Regions from separate parts of the Triticum aestivum genome. Here region 1 is linked to region 2. The links are chromatin contacts, called in public Hi-C maps. All regions are on one chromosome and are shown on one strand. Each heading gives the region's core, a stretch centred on a gene start, on an enhancer-like site or on the middle of the called end of the contact. The rest is flanking DNA. Distances are from core to core; before and after follow the strand shown. Region 1 holds the start of LOC123113985 (actin-depolymerizing factor 4). Region 2 holds the start of LOC123113983 (actin-depolymerizing factor 3).

The links. Hi-C and Micro-C count contacts between places; a contact is called where the count stands out from the background.
Region 1: a Hi-C map of leaf shows a contact between it and region 2, with 4 times the contacts expected there. The contact joins the promoter of LOC123113985 here to the promoter of LOC123113983 in region 2. A contact is called at or near these places in 5 of 5 Hi-C or Micro-C datasets (leaf, root and an unstated tissue) and 1 of 1 datasets of contacts at active chromatin or transcription factors (leaf).

Annotation. Positions count from the first base shown.
Region 1 is chr5B:660,870,137-660,877,174 of IWGSC CS RefSeq v2.1, reverse strand. LOC123113985 (actin-depolymerizing factor 4) reads right to left here and starts at 4,846. Exons shown (of 3, transcript XM_044535332.1): 1 at 4,660-4,846; 2 at 3,425-3,687; 3 at 2,914-3,333. The coding sequence starts at 4,662. The coding sequence ends at 3,183. LOC123113984 (cellular nucleic acid-binding protein homolog) reads left to right here. Exons shown (of 4, transcript XM_044535331.1): 3 at 1,064-1,153; 4 at 1,314-2,105. The coding sequence ends at 1,827.
Region 2 is chr5B:660,722,467-660,729,643 of IWGSC CS RefSeq v2.1, reverse strand. It overlaps LOC123113983 (actin-depolymerizing factor 3), which reads right to left and starts at 5,519. Exons shown (of 3, transcript XM_044535330.1): 1 at 5,285-5,519; 2 at 4,878-5,167; 3 at 4,407-4,774. The coding sequence starts at 5,287. The coding sequence ends at 4,624.

The DNA of each region.
Region 1 (7,038 bases), core at 3,597-6,096, 150 kb before region 2:
CTACGATCTCTTCTCTCGCACTTCGGGGTAAACCCTAGTTCCAGGTTCCTGGAGCGGACGATGGCGGCGCTCTGGTGTCGCGTTCCTTCTTGGAGGCGTCGTTCTGGAGTGGCTTGGCTTGGACGAGCCATTGGCTCTGGTGGTGTGTGGCCTCGGGGCCAGCGTGGAAGTCTGAGCGGCGGCTCCGGATCTCGTCGTCATGGAGGGGTGTCGGCATTGGTCACGTGGGTGGCAGTGTCGTTGGCCAGCCTGGTGTGTGGCCTCGGGGTCAGCGTGGAGATCGGAGCAGTGGCTTCGGATCTGGTTGTTCGGTATCGGCTCCGGTTGCTCGGGTGACGAAGCTGGCGGCTCACCTGGTGTGCGTCCTCGGGGTCGGCGTGTGTGATTTTCATCTGTACGCAGGAGCGGCGGCTCCGAAGATGGTTGTATAGTGTCGGCTTTGGTTGCTCGGGTGGCAGAGCAGTCGGCACGCCTGGTGTGCGGCCTCGGGATCGGTGTGGATGCTAGAGCGGCGGCTTCGGTTTTGGTTGTAGGGAGTTACTCGGGTGACGTAGCGGGCGGCTCATCTGGTGTGCGGCCCCAGGGTCGGTGTGTGTGTTGATGGTGCCCTATTGGGGACGTGTCGTAACGGTTTTTGCCCGGGTTTCTATTAATTAACTAGGCAACTCTCTTCTACTACCTTTTTTAATGAATCGGGCCCTAAAAGACCGCGTTTCAAAAAAAAAGGCTTACGGTCTCTTAATTAAGAGATGATCTCTTAGCAACGATATCTCTCCGCACATATTTAGGTATATCTAGTTATTAGAGATAAGACTAAGAAATCACCCATTGTCCATATTTTATTTGCCATCTCTAGCTTACGTGGCGCGCTTAAGATAAGACTGCCTTATCAACCACTGTACATGCACGCAAATCACTGGGTTCCAGTGGAATAGGGAAAATATTTATCTTGATATGCTCTTTGTTAGTGAGTTATGGAAATATTATACTTTTGTCATCATCATAATATATCTGTCATCCTTTGATGGAAAAATGGCCATGTTTAACTTGAATGATTTTCCAGGGATATTATTTGCAAGAACTGCAGGAGACCTGGCCACATTGCTAGGGATTGCCCATCTGCTTCTACCTGCAATAATTGTAATCTTCCAGGGTAAAGTGAACTTTCAGCGCACTCTTACTGTACTTGTACACCTGTACTTATTTCAACTTTGCGGGGATCAGTATGCAGTTCTCTCGATTATTGCTTGTCCCTTTTGGCTAATTTCTAGAAAGTTGGGCCATAGCTCTTGTTTAAATATATCTTTTGTCAGGCACTTTGCAGCAGAATGCACTTCCAAAACAGTTTGCTGGAACTGCAAGAAGTCTGGGCACATTGCCACTGAATGCAAGAACGAGGCCTTGTGCCACACTTGCAGCAAGACGGGGCATATGGCGCGTGACTGTCCCGCCTCAGGGTCGAACGCCAAGCTATGCAACAACTGCTTTAAGCCGGGACACATCGCGGTCGACTGCACCAACGACCGCGCCTGCAACAACTGCCGCCAGCCAGGCCACATCGCCCGCGAGTGCAAGAATGACCCCGTCTGCAACCTCTGCAACGTGTCGGGCCACCTGGCCCGTGCCTGCCCGAAGACGACGACCCTGGCCTCGGAGATCCACGGGGGCCCCTTCCGCGACATCTCGTGCCGCATGTGCGGCCAGCCAGGCCACATCAGCCGCAACTGCATGGCGACTATCATCTGCGACACCTGCGGCGGCAGGGGCCACATGTCATACGAGTGCCCCTCGGCCAGGGTCTTCGACCGCGGCGTCCGCCGGTTCTGATGGATTCGGGGGTGGCCCTGGCGCCTGAAGCACCCCGCCCTCGTTCCGTTCGTTGGTTGGTTCCTGTTTTAGATAGCTTCGGCGGACGACGCCGAAACCGTTTTTTGCTTGGTCGGTGCATGCCCTTCTTGCTCGCTCCCTGGGTGTTGGTTGTTGTGGAATGAATGTTTATGGTGTAGCTTTGTAACTCTGCTGAACTGGGCCGAGAAAGAGTCGTTTATATGAACTGCCATGGTTAGACCAGATTATTATATCAATGTGACACGCTTTCGAGTTTACCTGAGGAGCTCGTTTCGTTGCCGCGGTCTGCCTGCCTCGTGCTCTGCTCTGCTGAGTTGAAAGTTTCCGAGGGTTGTTGGATGCATATCGTGTTCTGGGGTTGCAGATGTTGACTGTCCTTTGCGGTGATGGCCTTCCTTGCTGTTTCTTCATACGTATTTTACATCAGGAACAAGAAAAGTTGGCTGCCTTTGAGATGACATCCGAGCACATGGGGCTCATTTGGTTTCTGCAGTTGGAATGAGGGATTCCAGAGGAAAGTTCCCTGCAGATGTATTCGGTTTGTAGGAAACGAGCACAGCAATTTTTCGTCGAAATACTGTTAATTTCCTTGGGCTGTTGGCAACTGCCATATTAAAAATCTTATATTATTCCCTTTTGGTGTGAAAATTGATTTCCGCAGCTTCATGATTTCAAGTGCGATTTTTTGGAACATGGGGAAAGAAATCCTCTCGTTTCTCACCAAATTCTTGTTGTCTGGTTATCTGATAAATGATTGGACCTGAAGAAGGGTTGCATTCACAGGCCCCAAGCAAAGCACTAAATTAATCTAGCGTACAAATGCTGAATGCTTTGCCTCATGCCCATTGCTTTCTCTCGGCATCATGGTCGCCATCAGCATCATATCCTATTTATATAGCACACACTTCAACTGTTTAACACAGTCAAAAGATGTTGGTGCGGTGGGTAGAGCACAGCAACAGAGCTAACACACAACAGAAATTTCATCCGACAAAAAGACACGCTCGAGATCATATCCAACAGATATGCAGATAGACTGCCATGCCGAATTACACACGAGCCTTCTGACGAATCCAAACAGAACATTTAATTATTTATAACCGTAACTTGGAAGAACAGTGCAGTGCAGCAGCATAAGGCCCGGCATATCAATGGGCACAAGAAAAAGAACAGATTACATGATAGAGCAAGCCCTCCGTGGTCACACGGGCCACGGGAGGAGGGCCTTTCGACACGGTAACAAAGCCACAAATCATCAAGAAAGTTTCAAGAGTCACACCGCCAAATCTATATTTGACATAAATCCATATTGCGAGGGCATTGGATGATCTGCCTTAGTGCGCGCGCTCCTTGATCACGTCGAGGCTCATTTCGCTGGGGTCGGTGGCCTGCATCTCGATCTGGATGCCGTCCAGGGTCCTCTTGAACTTCTCGTTGGTGCTCGCGTACGTCATCTTGCTCCTCACCTTTGCCGTGTCGGGGGACCTTTCGAATTCAGGCACAACGTACCCCGTAAGCACTTTGGATGATGTGAACTAACCATGCATGGAAATGCAAGGAATGGAGAAGAACATACCAGAAGATATAGAAGATCCTGCTCTTTGGCACATCCTCCGGGGTGGTGAAGTCGAAGTCAAACACTGCGAATCGGCAGTCGTTCTCAGGGAGGGTCTTGGTGAAGTCCTCATAGGTTGCCTCACGCTCCCCAGTTTGGTCCACAATGACCTCCTTCTGGTTCTCCAGCCTGTAGGTTATGAAGCGGTGCATCCTCTTGGACTTGAGCTCCACGAACCTCAGCTTGCAGTCATCATGGATCCCAGCTCCTGATGAAGCGTTTGCCTGGGCGCATAAACAAAGTCACGATAGATATCATAGCTACACAGACAATGCAACCTCAATTCCACTTGAACAACATCAGACTCTAAGTAAGCATACAACTCAAGGAACCCCTTTGCGCTTAGTCTTCTATTACTAGATAATGGAAGAGAGCACTACCCCATAGGTGCTTGAAGCCAAAATTCATTACAATGTCATGAACTAGGAAAGGAAATGCCAAAGGGCTCAACATGTCACAGTCCAACAAAAGTTGAAATCAGGAGCTACATGTACTAATTTTTGTTAATCTTGTGCACGGCAGACAGTTTTCACTTGCAACCACCTGAATCAGACTTATCCATCAACTTAACACACACTACCAGATCTCTCTCTACCCTTGTCCACCATAGTCTGGAACATGGATTAGTGATCTCTTGGAGACAAAACTGGCGCTCAATAGGTTGTAAATCATGCTTTGGTGGCCCGGCGCTAGTGCTACCCACAGATGCACGGCATCGTCAACATGTGCTGCTAGATAACAGGCAGCAGATGCATGGTGGCGGCACAGATCAGCTGAGATTCCATGGACGATACATCATGTGGAGCCTGGATCTACCGATTACAAGTTGCTAAAACCAAGGATCCGAGGGGCCAGCCATCCCCGCCTAGCGAAATCTCGTGGTACCGACCAAGACGCGCGTTTCGCCCAAGAGATTCGCGAGGAGAGCAGGACGGGTCTCCCACGATCCGACCGCTGGCGACGCAAAAAAACAGAAAAAAAAGGAGGTAAAGCAAGGGACGACCCCGGTTTCCTCCGATCCAGGCGTCCGGGCCAGTACTCCTCTACCGGCGGCCAGATCGACCGACGAGCGGAGGAAAATTGAACTACGGGGAGGGAGAGCACGCGCCGATCTGCGGGGCAGGCGGCGAGATCGGCGCGCGGAGACCGCAGACCCGGCGCGGGGGAGGGGGGTCGGGGGAAGGACGAAGACGTACCATTGCCGAGCTCGGGGAGGGAATCCGCCGGGGAGGGGAGGGGAAAGGGGGGTGGGGGTGGGGTGGATGGATGGATTGCTGGGGGTGGAGAGGGTTGTGTGCTGCGTAGCTTGTTGGAGTTGCTGCTCGCTCGCCTCGCCCGGCCCCCCTTTTGATGGGGGGAGTCGTCGGGGCGTCGCCTCGGGCTCCGCTCGTGGTCGGCTAGCGACGGGATCGGCCTTTTTTGCGGCCGCCTGCCCTGCGCGCATCCGTGGCCGTCGGATGGCGAGATGGAGGGGCGGGATTGCTCCTTGTGGCCCGCGGCGTGGCAAATCACCGCTTCTTGCGTGCTACGACTGACTGTCGTCTGGCCTGGCCGCGTGGGTAAAAACGTACGGCTGCCCAACAAAGAAAACGGTAATCGTAGTACTCAAAACAGGAAACATTCGCTACTAACTACTCGGTCCGATGCTCCCGCACAAAGAAAACTTCGTGCGTAAGAGACTGCGAGTTTTTTTCCCCTGGCTCCCGCTAGGGTTCCCCTGCTTCCTCTGGCGGCGCGCCCGACAGAGTCCATCTTCCCATCGATCCAGGTCGCCCCTTGCGTGGAGATTGTAGATCGAAGGTGCTAGCGTGTACCGGCGATTCAATGGCGACAGAGAACCCAGCAGGAGGGGTTCCAGGTAGCAGCGGGGAGGGCCACAGCAGTGGATCCGCCCCAAATCTTGAGGACAGGTTTAGCGGGTTGAATCTCCATGGTGAAGAAGAAGAGGAACTAGACCTATCAGGTGAAGTGGAAGGGCTGATTCAGGAGACTCGCTGGATAGGGATCTTTAGGGTTCATACACAGAAGCCCTTCATTCATGTTGCCTTGTTTAAGGCGATGCGCAATGCGTGGGCTTCTGCCCAAGGAGTGACGTTTAAGCCAGTGGAAACCAACCTGTTTCTTGCCCAATTCATGTGCCTAGGCGACTGGAACCGAGTGATGGGAGGCGGTCCCTGGGTTTTCCGCAACGCGGCTGTTGTGATTGAAGAGTATGATGGTATATTTGATGTCAGAGATTACAAGCTGGATAGGATCCCAGTCTGGGCCAGAATTATGGGGATTCCTGAAGGTCTGATGTAGAACACGGCTTTGGCAGAAAAGATTGCTCGAAAAGTTGGGATTCCACCCATAAAAGTTGTAGTGAATGAGGGGCGTCTGAATCCTGCGAGATACTTGTGTGCTCGTGTCTTTCTAATGCTGAATACTCCGCTGGTTCGGTTCGTCCCCTTGACTCTCAAAGAGAAGAAGAAGTATGCTGTTGAGTATGAGAAGCTCCTTGATTTTTGTGACTTTTGTGGTTTGATTGGGCACATCGTGACTGAATGTGGTGATGGGATCCACAGGCCCGAAGAGTGTGAGTGGGGTGAATGGCTCCTAGTAAACTTTGATAACTCAGGCGACCGTGGAGGAACTGGTAGTGGTTTTGTCCGGGGTGGAGCTGCTGCAGGAAGGGGAGGAGGCTTTGGAAGAGGTAGAGGTGCAGCAGGTGATCCGCGCCTGCAGGAAAACATGGACTTGGATTTAGGGGAGATCCCTGAACGCCCTGCTCGTGCAATTGTTCCTATTGCTAGGAAACGACTTATTGGACAAGACGGTACATTCAATGATGGGAGGGTGCTGGCCTCGGCGCCCCCTCCAGGTTTTGTATCTGATAAAGTGAGCTTATTAGAGAATATAGCCATGGAACCTATTGACAAGAATCTGATGAGCACCCCGCAGAAGATACATGATCAGAAAAGGCATAGATCAGAGCTTAGTGAAACAAACAATGAGCCATCGGCGACCTCCCGTGAGGAGGATCGCCGGACGCAATGAAAATCATATGCTGGAACTGCCGCGGTTTGGCCAGCACCGCGGCGGAGAGGGCGCTTCTGGACATCCAGAAGCAATGGGGGCCGGATGTGTTTTTCTTGTCCGAAACACATTTGAACACAGCAAGGGCAAAGAAACTGTTGAAGAAACTGAGGATGGACCATCTTGAGGTGGTTGAAAGTGTTGGCGCTAGTGGCGGCCTAATCTTGTTTTGGCGGAACCCAAATGCGATTGAAGTGGTGGCAAAAACCAAGAACTTTATTGATGTAATGGTGGGCTCGCTGCCAGAAGAGCTATGGCGTTTTACCGGGTTCTACGGAGAACCTAGATGGGAGGACAAGCATCTGTCGTGGACGTACCTGCGCGGCCTGCATACTCACTATAATGCACCTTGGGTTGTCGCGGGAGACTTCAACGAAATTCTTTATTCGCATGAGAAGGAAGGAGGAGCCCCGCGGCCGACACGCATGATGTAGGACTTCCGTGATGCATTGGTTGACTGCGAGTTGGAGGATATGGGAGCGGTGGGTGATCAGTTTACA
Region 2 (7,177 bases), core at 4,270-6,769:
GAAAATCATCCGATTAGTTGAAATTCGGTTCAAAATGGATGCAAATAGCGTTGGATGACCGGCTTCTACTTATGTGTCCACGGACTGATCCACCCATTTGTGGATGGATGCGGGGTGTTCGAGTTGGAATGAGTAGAAGACGGAAATCCATTGGTGCTCCCGGAAGCACGCGCTCTTGCACGCGTAAAAAAATTTGGAAGTATGAAAATATTTCAAACAAAAATTTAGCGCATACATCTCGACATTATATTCGTGCACGTCAAGTTTTGGAGAAAACCAACATTTTTTGTAGCTTGTGTAAAAAGACAAAAGGGTGTCTTCTGAAAAACATTTTTGAAAACCGAATTTTGTCTTTTTCACACGTGACACGTGAGTTATCGTTTTTTCACGAAACGACTTTGTGAGCATTTCGAGGTGTACGCGCCAGGGTTTTTTTTTTAAAATTACATTTCAAAATATGTTTAAAACACATCTTAAAAACCAAAAGCGCGTACTCTCATGTGCGAAAACGCCGCTTCCGGGTTGGAGATGTCTTTATACCGCGTAGGCAGCACGCGGCCTAGATCGAGAGCAGAATCTTCTCCCATGAAGAGCGCGAGAATAGAATAGAAGCTGTCGATTGCAGCTGAAAAATCTCAGGCCAACCAAACACTCAATAGAAAGAAGGAAGGAAGAAAAAAGGCGCCGCGCGACAGCGACTGCCAGCTGCTGCCCTTATCCTTTAATTATTCGCTCATCTGCGGTCGTGTCACTTTATGCGAGACATCCACGATCGAAAGAGAGATCTTTTATTTTCTTCCTCCTAAGAACAGCTCCGTGGGCGTTCTCTTGGCCAAAAATTTCTGTAGCACAAAATTAATCGTGCCGATCGATGATCGATGGATCTGTGAGCGTTAGTGGCGAAGCGTACTCACGCTGCCGCTCATGGCTAGCCTGGATTTTCTTTTCCACGTCGACCCACGACACCCGCTTACTAAAGTGGCGCCCCATGAACCTGACAGGTCGATCAATCTTTTTTTTTTTGAAAAAAGGCCTAAGAAATTATATTTAATATATTAATATATCAAATATCACAGGTCCATGCAAACACACCATTAAGAAAAATAAAATTACATTCAAAATCGTGGAAGTGTTGAAGTCTTCTTTTTCGTACATACTGACGTACCATGCACATAGTTCGATGCCACATCTGAGCCTCTTACTTGATGGAGCAAATTTTTTTAAACTCAAAACCTTGTAAAAGTAGCATCCAAGAAGTCGTCGATGCAGACTAGAAGACGTCTACGACCGTAATTTGCGAAGTAAATCGTCAACCCGAGAATAAAACACGAATAAAGGCATCCACACGGATCCACTGAAAATCTAAACCGACAAGATCTCGTAAGACCCGTCGGAGACACATCTTCACACGCTCCAGCCAGTGATAAGCTCACCCATGAAACGTGGATAGGGCGGGGAAACCAGCATTTGTACAATGGGGTGATGCCATCATCCCAAACCAAACACAATGACTTCCTAAAGAAAATCTGACACTATTGCCCATGCTGCAACACACCAGATTCAGATGTGAGATCGAGGTTGTCGTCGTTTAGGAGTATGCACCGACACCCACTTCTTCGGTGGCCTAGCGAGGCCAGACCATAGTTGAAGATCAATTCACTATATCTCTCTGGCCATCGCCAACTACCCCACTGACGTCGTTGACCACCACATGATGAAGACCTCCACTCGAGCTCCCATCTCCTTCCCCGTCCACAACAGTCCTCCAATGCCTTCTCAATCGCCTATGTAGTCTCCGCCCAGGCGCCACGCCATGGCGACTTCAAGCGAGTTAGTGTTGAGGTATAAATGTATTGCTTAGTCTCTTTCATCAGATCGGTCTTTTGGTTGCATTGGCTAGAGCATGCACTTCTACATGATATCAGAGACAGGAGGTCTTGAGTTCAAGACTCGACTGTCGCAATTAAATTGCAGCCCACTTTCGGTCCACGTTTAGGGCTGAGGGAACCACACGCGAGGGGAGTGTTGACGTATAGATGTATTGCTTAGTCTCTTTCGCGCCCTTCTCTCAAGAAAACAACTCATGCCAATCAATCAAATTCACCGACTCGATTGCTTTTTTTGTTTTTTCTAGAAAGAACAATCAACTGTGTCATTATTTGATGAATTGGCACGTCCAGGCACGATCATAGAAGGTGAGAATTTTTTGATAAAAGACATTTTTATTAACTTAAAACATTGCAAGCAGATATTAAGCATGTCTCCGCATAATTAAGAGGCAAACAGTCAACCATCAACTGGCTAACAAGGAAAATAAAAAATCAACATATTGGCAACATTAGAGTTGTACATGACCGAACTATGCTTATGTTGAAGAGATGGTGGACCGATCCATAGATCATGCTGCCACTCATATTGAGTAAACACCTCTGTGGTCACCCGCTCTAGCCCCGTACACACCGCCTTGAAGAACAGTAGGTACTCCGCTCAGTGCAGCGTAGACCACGTATGAAACAAACTTGTACAACGGAAAATAACCTGTAAAGAAGAAGAGTTTTTCTCCTAAAAACTAAATCAATTGAGTCAAACCGACCATAATAAAACATACGCTCCCACCTTATTAACATTTATGGGCGGATACACATTGGACGCTGTTTCGATGAATGACCACTCAGCACGTGCAAACTTGCATGAAAAAGGAGGTGCTTGATTGTCTCGTTGTGTGTACAAAAACTACACTTCGGACAAGATTATCTTTGGTTAGCACAAGTTTCAATTGCGATGGACAAGATTATCTCTGGTTAGCACAATATTCAAGGTGCTTGTTGAAATGTGAAACAGAGAAAGGAGGAAGGAGGTTGATGCTGATGTGTAGACCCCACCTATCATAACGCTAAACTTAACAGTCAAAATAAATGGAGTTGTCTTTCCTGCCATGCCAGCCCAACGGGTGGGGCCCGCCTGCCATAAATGTGTTTAAATCGTCTAAACCAATCACTATCCAAAAGTGGTAGTTTTTAGGAACAAAATTAGTTTAAAGTGGTAGTTTTTTATTAATGTTTTGGAAATGGTAGTTCAGTGGGACACAAACCTCCTAAAGTGGTACTCCCTCCAATCCACTTTACTACATCCATTTGAGCGACAAGTAATATGGATTGGAGGCAGTAGGTTTTTTGTTAAGTACTCTTAGTTAGCACAACTTCCCTCTAAACAAAGAGACATATGAATGCGTGAGCGCAAGGTACATAAAGTTGATTGTGCTGAACCCAGATGTTTTATGTCAAGATACCACACGAAGATTTTAACTTTTCATGTTATTATTCCCTGTTCAAGAATTCATCCGATTAACCAGTTAACTTGCCGATTAATCCCTACTCGTACGGTCACCGAGTAGTCTATAAACCGATAAATCATCCGGTTAATTGATTAAATGGCCGATTAACTTGCCGATTAGCCGATTAATTCCCTACTCACCAGCCAACCGAGCAGCTACCAGTTAACGATTTCCTCAACAATGTTATTATTCACTGACATCTCAATGCATGAACTCAGATATTTTAGGTCAAGATACCACACAAAGATTTTAACTTTTCATTTTACTATTCACAGACATCTCAATGCATGAACCCAGATGTTTTATGTCAAGATGCCACACAAAGATTTTAACTTTTCATGTTACTATTCACTGACATTTCAATGTGTGAACGCAAGCGCAAAGTACATGAAGTTTGACTATGCTGAGCCGTTTCATGTTACTGTTCACTAACATCTCAATGCGTGAACGCAAGCGCAAGGTATATAAAGCTGACTATGCTGAACCCAGATGTTTCGGCATGCAAAGGTTCGAACCGATCTGTGTGAACGCAAGCACAGGGTATATAAAGTTGACTATGCTGAACCCTAATGTTTTACATCAACATACCACAGGAAGATTTTAACTTTTCATGTTACTATTTACTGACATCTCAATGCATAAATGGATGAAGATTTTAACTTTTCATGTTACTATTCATTAACATCTCAATGTGTGAACGCAAGCGCAAGGTATATAGAGTTGACTATAGTGAACCCAGATGTTTTATGTCAGATTTTTACTTTTCATGTCACTATTCCCTGACATAAGGTACATAAAGTTGACTATACTAAACTCGGATGTTTTATCTCAAGATTTTTTTTCCAGAAGATTTTAACTTTTCGTGTTACTATTCATTGACATGTGAATGTATGAGCCCAAGGTACACAAAATTGACTATGCTAAATCCAAATGTTTTATGTCAGAAGATTAATCGAATTCAATCGTTTCTTTTTTGCCATGACATAAAACCAGGGCAATCCCATTTGTCCTTTTCGAGGAGAAGCAAAGATCCCCATTGTAACATGAACATGTCCTCAACTAATCGTTGCCATTACGTGTTACACTTGAGGAAAGAGTCAATTATTCGCACACCACGTAGTGGTACAATGGAAAATCATCATCATTCTCTTGGGGTCGACGACACGATCCAATTGGAAGCACACAACACAATCGAAGAGGGCAAAGATACATGCACAGCACAAAGCTAGCACACGCACGTAACGTGCACGCGTGAACCGTCAATCATACATAGGGGCTTGATTGATTGGTTAGGTGGCGTGGTCCTTGAGGATGTCGAGCGTGAGCTCGCTGGGGTCGGTGGCCTGCACGTCGATCTGCGTGCCGTCCAGCTCCTTCTTGAACCCCTCGTTGGAGCTGGCGTAGATCATCTTGCTCTTCACCTCCGCACTCGCCGGCGACCTTTTACATAACCAACCAACACCAACATGTCATCGTGCAGCCCACACATTTGGTCACATATGCTGATACACAGGACCACGAGTGTTATTTAAGAGAAACGTACCAGGAGATGAAGAAGATCTTGCTGCGCGGCGCCTCCCCGTCCGCGCCTTTGGCGGTGGCGTCGCCGACGGTGAAGTCGAGGTCGTAGACGGCGTAGCGGCAGTCGTCGGCGGGGAGTGCCGCGGCCAGGTCGTCGAAGCCGGCGTCGCGGCCGCCCACCTTGTCCACCACCACCTGCTGCACGGCGTCGTCCATCTTGTACACCACGAACCGGTGCGCGCGCCCCGCGCGCAGCTCCTGGAACGCCCTCACGCACTCCTCGCTCACCGCCACGCCCGACACCGCGTTCGCCTGCATGAAAAATACACCCAAGTTATTCACAAATCCACAACGAATTAGCTAGCGTGAACTGATTAAGAAGAAGAGGACCAGGAGAGGCAGGTCATAAGTAAATGTAACATTGCGTACCATTTTCTGTCTGGAGATTGAACCTTAAATCTGTGTGATGATGCTGCAACGAAGAACTGCTGGTAGTATTCTGTAGTGGGTTTTTGTATTATTTCAGCGTGGCCTCGCCTGGCGCTTAAATAGGATGGTTGTGCGTCGTGTCCAGTGTCAGCGAGGTGAACACGTGTGGGCGCTGGGGTGTCCCTGTCCGTCGGGAAGACTGTTCTGGACGTGGCGATGTGGCAGCGGGAAGAAGAAGAATTGGAGTGACTCACGCCGAAGAATCGAAGCTTGAAAAGCCATCTATCTGGAGTGGGGATGGTGGCCAGTTCCGGTTGCGTGGTCGGTCGGCAGACTGAGGGTCAGGGCGTGCCTTGTCCATTCGAAATCATCTACGTACCTCGATTCGCGAAGATCAGCTCAGCAGTTGGTTTGTGCTTCCGCAGTGACGTGCACATTTCGGTTGGTACGCCTGTCAATCACGGTGGAAGGTTCCTTTGCGTATCCAGGTGAGTGAAATAGGAAATTGACTGTTCCAACGATTTCCGGCCGTGCCATTCAAGTTTGACCATTGCACGTAACTCTCATGCTTTTTATTTTCTCCATTCATGCAAAGCCCACGGCCACGGCCAAGGGATGAATGGAGAAAACAAAAGGCTTAAGAGCGTGTTTGGTTCCTTGCATCGATTTATCTGCGTTGCATATTGCATGTACTTCTTTGATGGTCATGGCTGAGGAGAAACAAATCAAAAATCACGATCTGTACATAGTTTGGTGGACGAAATCACTATTCTGACCTTTTCAACAATCTTTGTCACAAAATGAACTTGACATGAAAGTATTTCACAATCTGACCCTTTTAATAACGCCACAGCCCGTGGCGTTTCTTCTCGATATAAAAACGCCGAAGTAGCTCGCGTTTCAGACCCACATACAAACGCCAAGCTAGCTAGCGCTTCCGATCCACATTGAAACGCCAAGCGCATTGGCGTTGCCGCCCAGGCCGAAACGCCACGATCATTGGCGTTTGTAGCATAAACTCCCGCCGGCTCCAGGTGAAGTAATCTTACTGCTCACTCTGTAGCACCTACCACGGTAAACACTGGGGTAATCAGAGTACCTGCATCCTGACAACACTGCAGTAATAATGCTGATCCTGACAACACCTACCACGGTGTTTGCATCTTTTCGTGTGAACAGTGTGAACCGCCTTGGGCCAGAATCAGAGTACCTGCATCATCATTGATGACTCGTCATCTCTCCAGCAGCACTCTCCCTGTGCTGTGCTTGTCCTCATGGCTGGTATAAATGAGAACTGACTTGGCGTTCGTCTGTGGGTCTAAAACGCGAGCTACCTCGGCGTTTTTATATGGAGAAGAAACGCTACGGGCTGTGGCGTTGCTAAAAAGGTCAGATCATGAAATACTTTCATGTCGAGTTCACTTTGTGACAAAGATTGCTGAAAAGGTCAGAATAGTGATTTCGGCCTAGTTTGGTTGCCCGCATTTAAGCTGGCTGGATGGCGGAACTAATTTTAACCCGTCTTTTGGTTGGCCGCGTGGCATTGGATGCACATATGACAAGCTATTTGGTTGCAATCTGTATAAGGTGCTCTCATCACTTCTCACCAGTGGGGACCTTAACACACATGATCTGAACATAGTTTTTCACTCCTAGGTACGAAACAAATTACGGTACATCCTAACTACTATCAAATGGCAGTACACATTATTAAGAGTCATGGCTGAATAGGAGAAAGTTCATCATCGATGCTAACTAGATGGAAGTCCATCCTCTTCCTCTTCTTCTGATGCTCTGTTTCTTCCTCTTCTGTTGCTCTGTTTCTTCCTTTTCTTCTGCTGCTGCTCTTGCTCTTCTTCTTCTACAGATCCTTATCTGGCCTCTGTTATCCCA